Linked DNA regions of Mus musculus: region 2 is linked to region 1. The links are chromatin contacts, called in public Hi-C maps. All regions are on one chromosome and are shown on one strand. The core of a region is the stretch at or near the end of the contact, and the rest is flanking DNA. Distances in the headings are between cores, read along the strand shown. Region 1 has its middle 220 kb from the start of Gm31610. Region 2 has its middle 18 kb from the start of 7530428D23Rik.

Region 1 (4,441 bases), core at 189-2,688:
ACACATATGGTGGTGTCCGTGTAATTCCATCCCGCTTCTGCCCACTCTCAAACAGCTGCAGTTCCCCTGTGTCTTGAATGAAGAGAATTGGCACTTGAGAGGAGTGCAATTGGAAAAGAAACAAAATATGCTTGCTCATATTTTCTTCCCAATTAATTTTCCTTCCTGTGTATGTAAGCGGTGGGTAGGGGTGCACACTTACACTTGCATGTGCAAAGTTTCTGTTTGTGCAAGTGCTCAAGCATGTTTGTGCAGAACAGCAAAACAAATCTCCTGGTATTGTCTCTGAAACTCTGTTCTCCTTCTCTGTCTCTGTTTCAGCCTCTGCCTCTCTCTCTGTCTCTCTGTCTCCCTGTCTCCCTGTCTCTCTGTCTCCCTGTCTCTCTCTCTACCTCTGTCTCTGCTTCTCTCAATGGTCTCTCAGTTGCCTGTAGCTTGTCAACTAGGCTAGTTGGCCAGCAAAACCAAAGCTTTTTGTTTGCCTCTATATTGCCAGTGCTGAGATTATAAACTTATACTATTATGCTAAAGATCAAAGCCATCCTTACATGGTCTATCTTCTGAGCTATCTTACTAGATATAGTGTTCATTTCAGATGTAAGAATGAAAAATAAGAGGAAGAAAAAAATCTGGAAATTATGTGAAAAGAACCTTCAGATGCCAGACAGTGAAAGAAGATAAACTTGCTCATCACAGTTTCACTGAATGTATAGCCTGTATATGAGAAAAATTATTTTAATAATTATGTAATGTGTTTTCCAAAGTTATGATAAGAAACTATGCAGACTTTTAAAAGAAAGAAATATAAAGGATTTATTCTGAAGAAATTAATTGTAAAATTAAAAAATGATAAAAAACAATATTGTTAAAATGTTAAACTGAAATCCTACTTCAAAATCATACTAGTGCCAATTAGCTTTTTAAAAGTTGTTTTTGCCAGGCATGGTGGCAAATCTGTAAACCCAGCACACAGGAGTCTGAGCCAGGAGGATTGCCACCAGTTCATGGCCAGACTAAGCTACGTAGTGAGTTATAATCAATAAAAGCCCTGCACCCTTCTCCCACCCCACCCCACCGCCCCAAAAAAGAAAAGAGATGGAAGTTAAATGAAGTGCTTTGGGAGAGGACTAGAGATCAGTCTGGTGGCACTGAGCTAATTTTACCTCTAATTTCAGCAATCAGCAATTAGGATACTGAATCATGAGGCCTGTGAGTTTCAGAACAGACTGTTTCAAAACAATAACAAAAACAAAAGACTATCTTATTGTTAAAATAGAACCAAAACCCTTGTTAAAATCTGAGATTTTGCTGCATTTTAAACTCTTAACACCTCCTAAAAATAGCTGAGTCAGTGACAGGTGTCAGGATGACCCAGGATCTGTGAGGCATTCCCTAAGTGCTCCAGCACATGACGGATTCTCACATGGCCAGCCTCTGTCCTTGACATGGTTGTCTTAGATACAGGCATCACCCAGGAGTTTCCATTCCATTCAGCCAAATGTCTCAATCCTCTGATTTTTCCTTTGTGATGGTCAGGTGCTCCTGATCTTGACAATCAAAGCAAACAGCTAGTTCAAGCACCGCCCGCCCACATTTGGAACGGCATTTAAGGTCAGTTCCAGCTGCCTCTTTTCAAGGGCACAGGCAGCAGCCCACTGGATTCTCCAGCCCATTCCTGTGGAGAAGATCCTTGACTAGAGGAGAGAAGGCTTAGGTCCTCACGGTCAGGACTGTGCTCACATTTCAGATCCATAGTGGAGGTTACTGAGCACTTGGCTAGAGGCACTAGGTTAGATCTTCACCACCACAATAATAAAATATTCCAGCCTTCCACTTACTAAGTGCAACACTGGGAAAGCCCCTTTAAAGTTGGTATTACAGTGGTCTAAGGTAATCACACACAACAGTGATCAGTACTTGGCACAAGGTAAAGCAGGATAGAAAACTATATAAGAACCCACCAATCTAGCATGGGCCTTACAGACATCACTTTGAATCATTCTAAGGTCATACAAGGACAAAACCACACTCCTTTTAGCTACCCTTCCTTCTGCACTCCTCTCTTTTTCCTCTTTCTTCTCTCTCTCTCTCTCTCTCTCTCTCTCTCTCTCTCTCTCTTTCTTTCTTTCTTTCATCATTCCGAGACAGGGTCATGTGTAACCCAGGTCAACCTCAAACTCACTATATAGTCAAAGATGACATTGAACTCCTGATCTTAACATCTCTTCCCCAGCTAGAAAGGCAAATGGATACCACTGTGCCTGGTTTGTGCAGTTATGGAGATCAACTATACCATTAGGCAATGGCTCTACCATCTGAGCAATAGCTTCAGCCTTTTCAACAGTGATAGATAGTTTCACTTTGCAACTAAAAGAACAGAAAGGCTAAAGCTCCAGGAAGCAAGTGGAGATGGAAGAGAACAAACTGGAAGAAAAAGCTCTTTGGGGGAATGATGAACTCACTGGAAATGTCATCTTACTCAACAGATGAGAAGTGTTTCCTCACAGAACATTGCATAATAGCAATTGGAATATTATAGTATAGTTTTTCCTCTGAGGCACTAATGTATTTTTTATCATTTTCTGCATGAATTATTGTCTCATCCTTTAAAGGCTGAAAACAGCGGAAGTTGGCTATATCAGCTTAGCTTAGTAGTTTGAGATCCTGTTCCCTCATGACCTATAATCAAGGTTTGGCTGGACTGCAGTTATTTTAAGCATTGGATCGGGAAGGACTTGCTCTATTGCTTATTCTCAAAGCTTTTAACAGGCTTCTGAAAACCAGATTTCACGCTTTCTCCCATGGGCCTGACATTGCCTTATGGTTTTGCAGATGACTTCCCTCAGGGTACATCATTCAAGAGGTACTGAGAAAGAACTTCCCTCACAGACAGAAAGCTCATGTATGTAATCAGGCATCAAAATTAACATCTGTTACTGGATAGGTGAAGAATGTCCCCCCAAAACTACCATATTAGAACACTTAGTCCTCAGATAATGATGATTGTTGGAGCATTGAAATCCTAGAATGGTGGGGATTACCTGAAGTAAGTAGAACTATAGAGGGTAGTCCTTGATGTTCATAGCTTGGCCCCACTTTCTATTGTTTCCCACTACTTGATACATACAGATATGGACAGGCATAGTAGCATAGTTCCTACTGTAGCTTTCTATTATTCCAAATTCTCTGCCCTTCCACCATGATGGACTATAACCTCAATCCAAGAGCCAGAATAAAATTTACTTTCCTTTACTTGCTTCTTGTCAGATGTTTAGCCATAGTGAAGAGAAATGTAATAGATACCCTGTCATCTGCCACATTCTATCTGTTAGATGTGAGGCAATAGGCTCAGTTTACACAAAAGAAAGGAATCCTGAAAGGATATGAATTTGAGGAAGAGGGGATCACTGGTGTCCATAGTAGAGTCTGCCCATCTCATATTCCTCTTCTAGCCACAACAAATTAAATTACTCTCAATTCTAAAATCTACTCACAGTGCTCAGGACTACTAAACTCTCCCCCCATCACATTATCAACTTACAATCCAAAAATCTCTTCAACTGAGATGTATCAAGTATGAATTGTGAGCTTATCTGTTGATGCTGCTTTGTTCAGATTTTATTAAAGTGGCCATCCTGTTTTGGTGTCCTGAGAGATGTTTTTCTACCACTTCAAGAAGAAAAAATCTCAAAGTCAACTTCCTGGTCCTCTGGTTTTAACAATCTTTCCAGCCCTCTTCTGCAATGTTTTACAAACTTTCCTCCAAGAGCAGATGTTTCAGTTTGGAGAAAATCAATATACCACAGTTAAAGGAGATGCTGCTCATCAACAATCAGGAATTACTTAAGTACATAAAGTTATGAGATGAACATAAAATAATCACTTTTTAAAGTCTTATTTTTTTAAGATAGGAGTGAATGTACCAGGGTTATCATTTGTAATTCTGTAATATAGCCATGCAAAAGTCAAAGGGTCATGGTTAGGTCCAACGGTGGCCTCTGGACTCTTGGTTTCACTATCTTGATATTCTTTGCATTCTTTTCTTCCTTCCTTCCTTCCTTCCTTCCTTCCTTCCTTCCTTCCTTCCTTTCTTTCTTCCTTCCTTCCTTCCTCCCTTCCTCCTTCCTTTCCTTTTGTTCTAAATGCAAGTATTCGAATTCCTAGAAGCTGAAACTCTAGCCTCATTTTAAACCTCTTCCTAAGTGATTAAATCACTGTTGAATGACTTTCCTTGGAGTGATTTTAGCTAAATCTTCAAGTTCATTAGGCATATTTTTGTTTTACTTTCTGTGCCACCGACAAAAATGTGGCTCAATTTCTGCCATGACCTTCTGTTTCTTATAAGATTTCTTTCCTGCTGTCTTCCAAACCAGCTTCCTCATAGTTCAAAATTCCATGAAAAATGGGTTGAAAGAACTTCAATCACTCACCAGAACGTTTC
Region 2 (4,659 bases), core at 1,152-3,651, 550 kb after region 1:
TTACCTAAGTTTAGAAAAGGCACCAGAGCAACTTGGCAGAGATTTAGTTGGGGAAAGCCCTCTAAGGTGGAAAGAGACTGAAAAGGCCCAATTTTAGAACCAAGGATAAAACCAAGGATAAATTTCATGCACTGAAATTATATGTAGGGCAGACCTAGATCCAGAGTAAAGACACAACTGTTTTTAATAGTAACTGTCTCTTTAAATCTCAGCCTTGGCAACTCAGCCACTGAAATAGGTTAGGGATCTGTGGGTACCGCACAGTGGAACATTTAATCAGAAAACAAAGAACTTTCTGGAACAAAGAAGACAAATAAAAGCCTAGACATGAAAATGTTAACTGGCAACTTAAGTTCAGGGGACAGCCGTGTCCAAATTCACTGGGCTTCTGGCCCAAAAAGCAAACTCTGGAAGACTGGGAAGAGTTACATTGTTTCCAAACTCATGCAGTGGCCAATTGCCATGCTAGCTTGGCTCTTCTGCAGTGAGATATGAGAGATTAACAGAACAAACTGCAATGGCTTAGAAACAAGTATTTCCTAGTTACTACATTAAGATGTGTTTCTTTATTCTCTGGAAAAGAAATGAGTATCCTTTAACATCTTCATGGGAAATACTTGGGTTTATTTCAATGATCTTCTTGTCTGGGTATGATGGCACTGGAACACACTGAATTTATTAGTTAATGACTAATGAATCACATTTTATTTGCATGTTTTAAGACAGTTTCAAAGCTCTTGTGGTTAATTCAAGCAATAAAACATCTCTGAGAAACCATGGCTGAAGTGCTTGCATTGGCTTTGCCTCCTTTATTCAGTGTAGAAGAATGATTCCAGAAGGCAAGCCAGCTATGATTGTGTGCAAAGTGATCACTGCAATTACCCTTTGCGGTGACAAAGACCTCAGAGCATCATGCACTGCTAACATTTGCTCCCCTACTGTGATTAAAAGATGACATGCTGAGACTTACATTCATCAGGCGCCATGAGATTCCAGGGTATTTTTCTCTTGTGTAAAATAGACAGCATTATTTTCCAAACTTGAAGTTCAGGTTTAGGTAATTTTCTTAGATACATAGGATATGACAGAACCAGGCTTAACAGGTGACATGAGTGCCTTTACAGAAAACAGTAACCCTAACTCAGTCCTCAGTTGACTTGAATGGGAAGAATTTGCTAAATTATATACTTAGCAAATAGGCCAGAACTATTCTAACAAAATTCTCTATCATGAGCAACAAGATTCTTGGGTATCACAGTATGAGGAGGTCGGCTGTGAAGAGACAGAGAGCAGGTGAAATAGACTTTAAGGATGGAGACACAGAGGAGCCCAACCCACACAGATATTTCAGAAGGAAGATAGCTACCCACTTTTAGATTTATTCCCTCGATTGTTTAAGTTTACAAGGAACTCCATCAAATAGATCAACCCCTATTCTACACTATGGTTGTTCAGATTTGGGACTGAGGGGAGAGCTTTTCAGGATCTACGTAAACATCAAGTGCTCTCAAATCTTAGAACCTTTATAGCATGTTTTGAGCACTTATCATTAGATACATTTTGAAATATATGAGGAAGATGCATTACTGATATCGAGGAAGGTCAGAGGAAACCAAATAAGTACACCTCATTTGTGGAATGAGTGGGCCCATGAATAAATATGACAAGAGAGACCTAAGTGTTAAAGGATAAAAGTGGGGGTGGGGGGTGTCACATCTCTCTTGAGGCAGAGAAGACCTTTCAACAATGGTGTGTGATATGAGGCTTGCTAGAATAGTAAACAGTGGTGACTGGGGAAAAGTAAGCAAAAGAAATTCCAGGAACACCCACAAAACCCTAAGTGAAAAGGAGTCCACAATTCTGTGGTGAAAAAAAAAATGCTTGAGATGTTTTGACAAGTTGAGGGACAGATCCAGCCAGAGTTTTATCAGAAAACCAGAGGGTGAAGAATAGCCTAATAAGACACTGGAGCACAGCTGAAGATTCACAGAATAACCTGGTTCTAGAAAAGAGAATGCATGAACGGTGCTCCAGTGGCACCTCAGCTACCCCAAGAGGATGTTGGTGAGGTCATGGAAGCCTGTATTAAAGTGATGGCGTTAGATGAGAGGAAAAGAAAGAGTCATAACAGAGAGGAATTAGCCAGGCTTTGTAAATAAAAGATCAAGAGGACCTCTGATTTTAGACTTGGGAATAATGGCATCACTAAATAGGACAGGGACAGTCCAAAAGTAATCAGGAATAAGTGCTACTTAAGCTGGAAAAAACATTACTAATGCCGAACACATGCTGGTCTATTCTCAAACAACGGGGCAACACTCTTTTTCTTAATGACTGTGTTGTCTACCGTGACAGGTGGCCCAAAGGAGGGTTAACAGAGCCCCAAGGACCTCCAGGTCTCTAGCTCAATGTCATGGTTCTCAAGTGTCTAAAATTGTTGCCATATCTTATCTAACAGCTGTCCACTGACTTATGTGAGAACAACTAGAAGACTTCAGTTAGGTTCTGGCAAAACAGGTGTTCCTCTTTAAACCTGATACCCTCCTTAGTAGAGGAGAGACTTTTGTGAAAAACTAAACCACCTCTCGTCCTTTGGTTGTCTGCTAAGATATTTTTGGACTAATCAGAACCATTCAAGCATGGGATAGCATATCTGTTTGAAATAATTAAAAATTTTAGGAGTCAAGTTCTTGCCTAGCATACATGAAGCCCTGGGTTCAATCCCCGATACCACATAAAGTGAGCCTAGTGCCATATACCTGCAACCCAGCACTCGGAAGATAGCAACAGGAGGATAGAAATTCAAAGTCATCCTTGATTACACACCAAATTTGAGGACAACCTGAGATGCATGACACCCACCCTCCCCTCCCCCATTATGATGGCCCGGCAAAAGTAGTTTTAAAAGTCAAGGGTGTATGCTGAAGAAGCATGCTAAATTTGTCATTCAACAGCTTCCCTGCTTTTATCTTCCCTCTACTCTTTCAAGGTCATTTCCAAGGTGACTTCGAATGTTTTAGCTTTCTGTCAGTTCTTTAACAGCATCTGGTTCTGGGGGCAGTGGGGGACATTCACAAAGAAAGAATGGGTTTCTCTCTGTTCAGAAATACTGAAGATATCCAGGATGAGGACCACAGCCAGCTAGTGAGTCTGTAGGTTTTTGAAGCATATACATATATATTTATTAACATATACTTATATATTTACACATATGAATAAAATAGTTCCTTCCTTCCAAATTCAGAGTTACAAGATAAACATCCTAAGCATGAGGGGACACACACAGATTGATCCCCCAAACCTCCACAGCAGTAGACTACGATCTACTGAAAAGATGTATGTGGACGGCTCCTGTAGCAAACTACAACAATTGAAGTCTCATAAGAATTGTGCGTGAGTCTGTGCATTCCTCTGTGTCAGCTGAGGCCACAGGAATTCTGGCAGGAGTTTAAAAGTAGACCCATCCCTGTTGCTATTTGCAGCTCTGCCAGAATCCAAGAACCCAGGATGGTTATCAACAATGTAAGCAAGGAATCAAGCCAAAGCATTTTCCCTATCCCTCTCACCACACTGCCCAAAAAAGCAGGAAGTAGCCACAAAACTTGATTGCAACATGCAAAGACAATCAATCTGATGCCTGCTTTGTAACTGTGATATATAAAGCACATCTAGAGCCTTTCCCACAAGCATTTTAGGTTTAATTTTGGAATTTCTGAGTTAATCAAAGAGTTGGTTTTTTATTGTTGGTGGTGGGTTTCTTTCTTTCTTTCTTTCTTTCCCCATGATGATAGAGGCAGCTCTGTGAACTCAGTAGGGTTGATGTCTGAAAAAGGAAAGAACGGTCAGGTTACCCACATGATCAGCAGAAACATGACAGCTGGCTAAAGTCTTAGGAAGAAATTCAACATAGAGCTAGCTACTTACAGTTAAATAATTAACACAAGCAGCACTATTGCCTATTATGAAGCATCTTGAGTGTTTTCAATGTTCTGCTATAATGTCATACAGCCTTTGATTTGGTATCTATTGATTTGCATATTTGCATTCATGTGGGGTTATGTGTTTGCCAGTGCATATGGAACCCAAAGGACAACCTCAGATACCATTCCTCAGGTGCTGTCCACTGTTTCTTATTTTATTCATTTACTGTAATTTTAATTTTATTTATTTATGTTGAGACAGGGTCTCTCACTGGCCTAAAATTTACGAAGGAAGCTAAACTGGCTGGTAATGAACACCAGGATCCATCTGTCTCCACCTCTGAGAGACCACGAGTATGCTTTTTATTATTGTTTTCTATTTATTTTTTTATGTGAGTTCTGGGATTTAAACAGATCCACGGGCTTCTAAGACAAGCGTCATTTGGGATGGGGCATCTCACCAGCTCTGTTGTTTTTTTGTTTTGTTTTGTTTTTGTTTTTGTTTTAACCCTGTATTTATGTGAGAGAAGTGAGACTTCAAATGCTCACCAGCTCTGTTGTTTTTTTGTTTTGTTTTGTTTTTGTTTTTGTTTTAACCCTGTATTTATGTGAGAGAAGTGAGACTTCAAATGCTAGGAAACAAAGCTCAATAGATCAACTAAACTAGGCCTCTCCAGGCCTCACAGAACTGCCACACCGCTCTGTCAAGAACTGATAGTGTCAGAGCTCGATAACTCAG

The links. Hi-C and Micro-C count contacts between places; a contact is called where the count stands out from the background.
Region 2: a Hi-C map of myocytes shows a contact between it and region 1, with 5 times the contacts expected there. The contact joins two enhancer-like sites. A contact is called at or near these places in 4 of 484 Hi-C or Micro-C datasets (the HL-1 cell line, adipose-derived mesenchymal stem cells, myocytes and 1 more).

What each region holds. Positions count from the first base shown.
Region 1 is chr3:21,270,948-21,275,388 of GRCm38.p6, forward strand. No RefSeq gene overlaps it. Among named protein-coding and RNA genes, the nearest start is that of Gm31610, 220 kb to the right of the region's middle. Within about 2 kb of position 1,439, at least 10 of the 459 cell types and tissues checked have an H3K27ac peak or open chromatin away from gene starts, as enhancers often do. A contact at or near this core is called in myocytes, where this site is marked.
Region 2 is chr3:21,816,795-21,821,453 of GRCm38.p6, forward strand. No RefSeq gene overlaps it. Among named protein-coding and RNA genes, the nearest start is that of 7530428D23Rik, 18 kb to the left of the region's middle. Within about 2 kb of position 2,402, at least 28 of the 459 cell types and tissues checked have an H3K27ac peak or open chromatin away from gene starts, as enhancers often do. A contact at or near this core is called in myocytes, where this site is marked.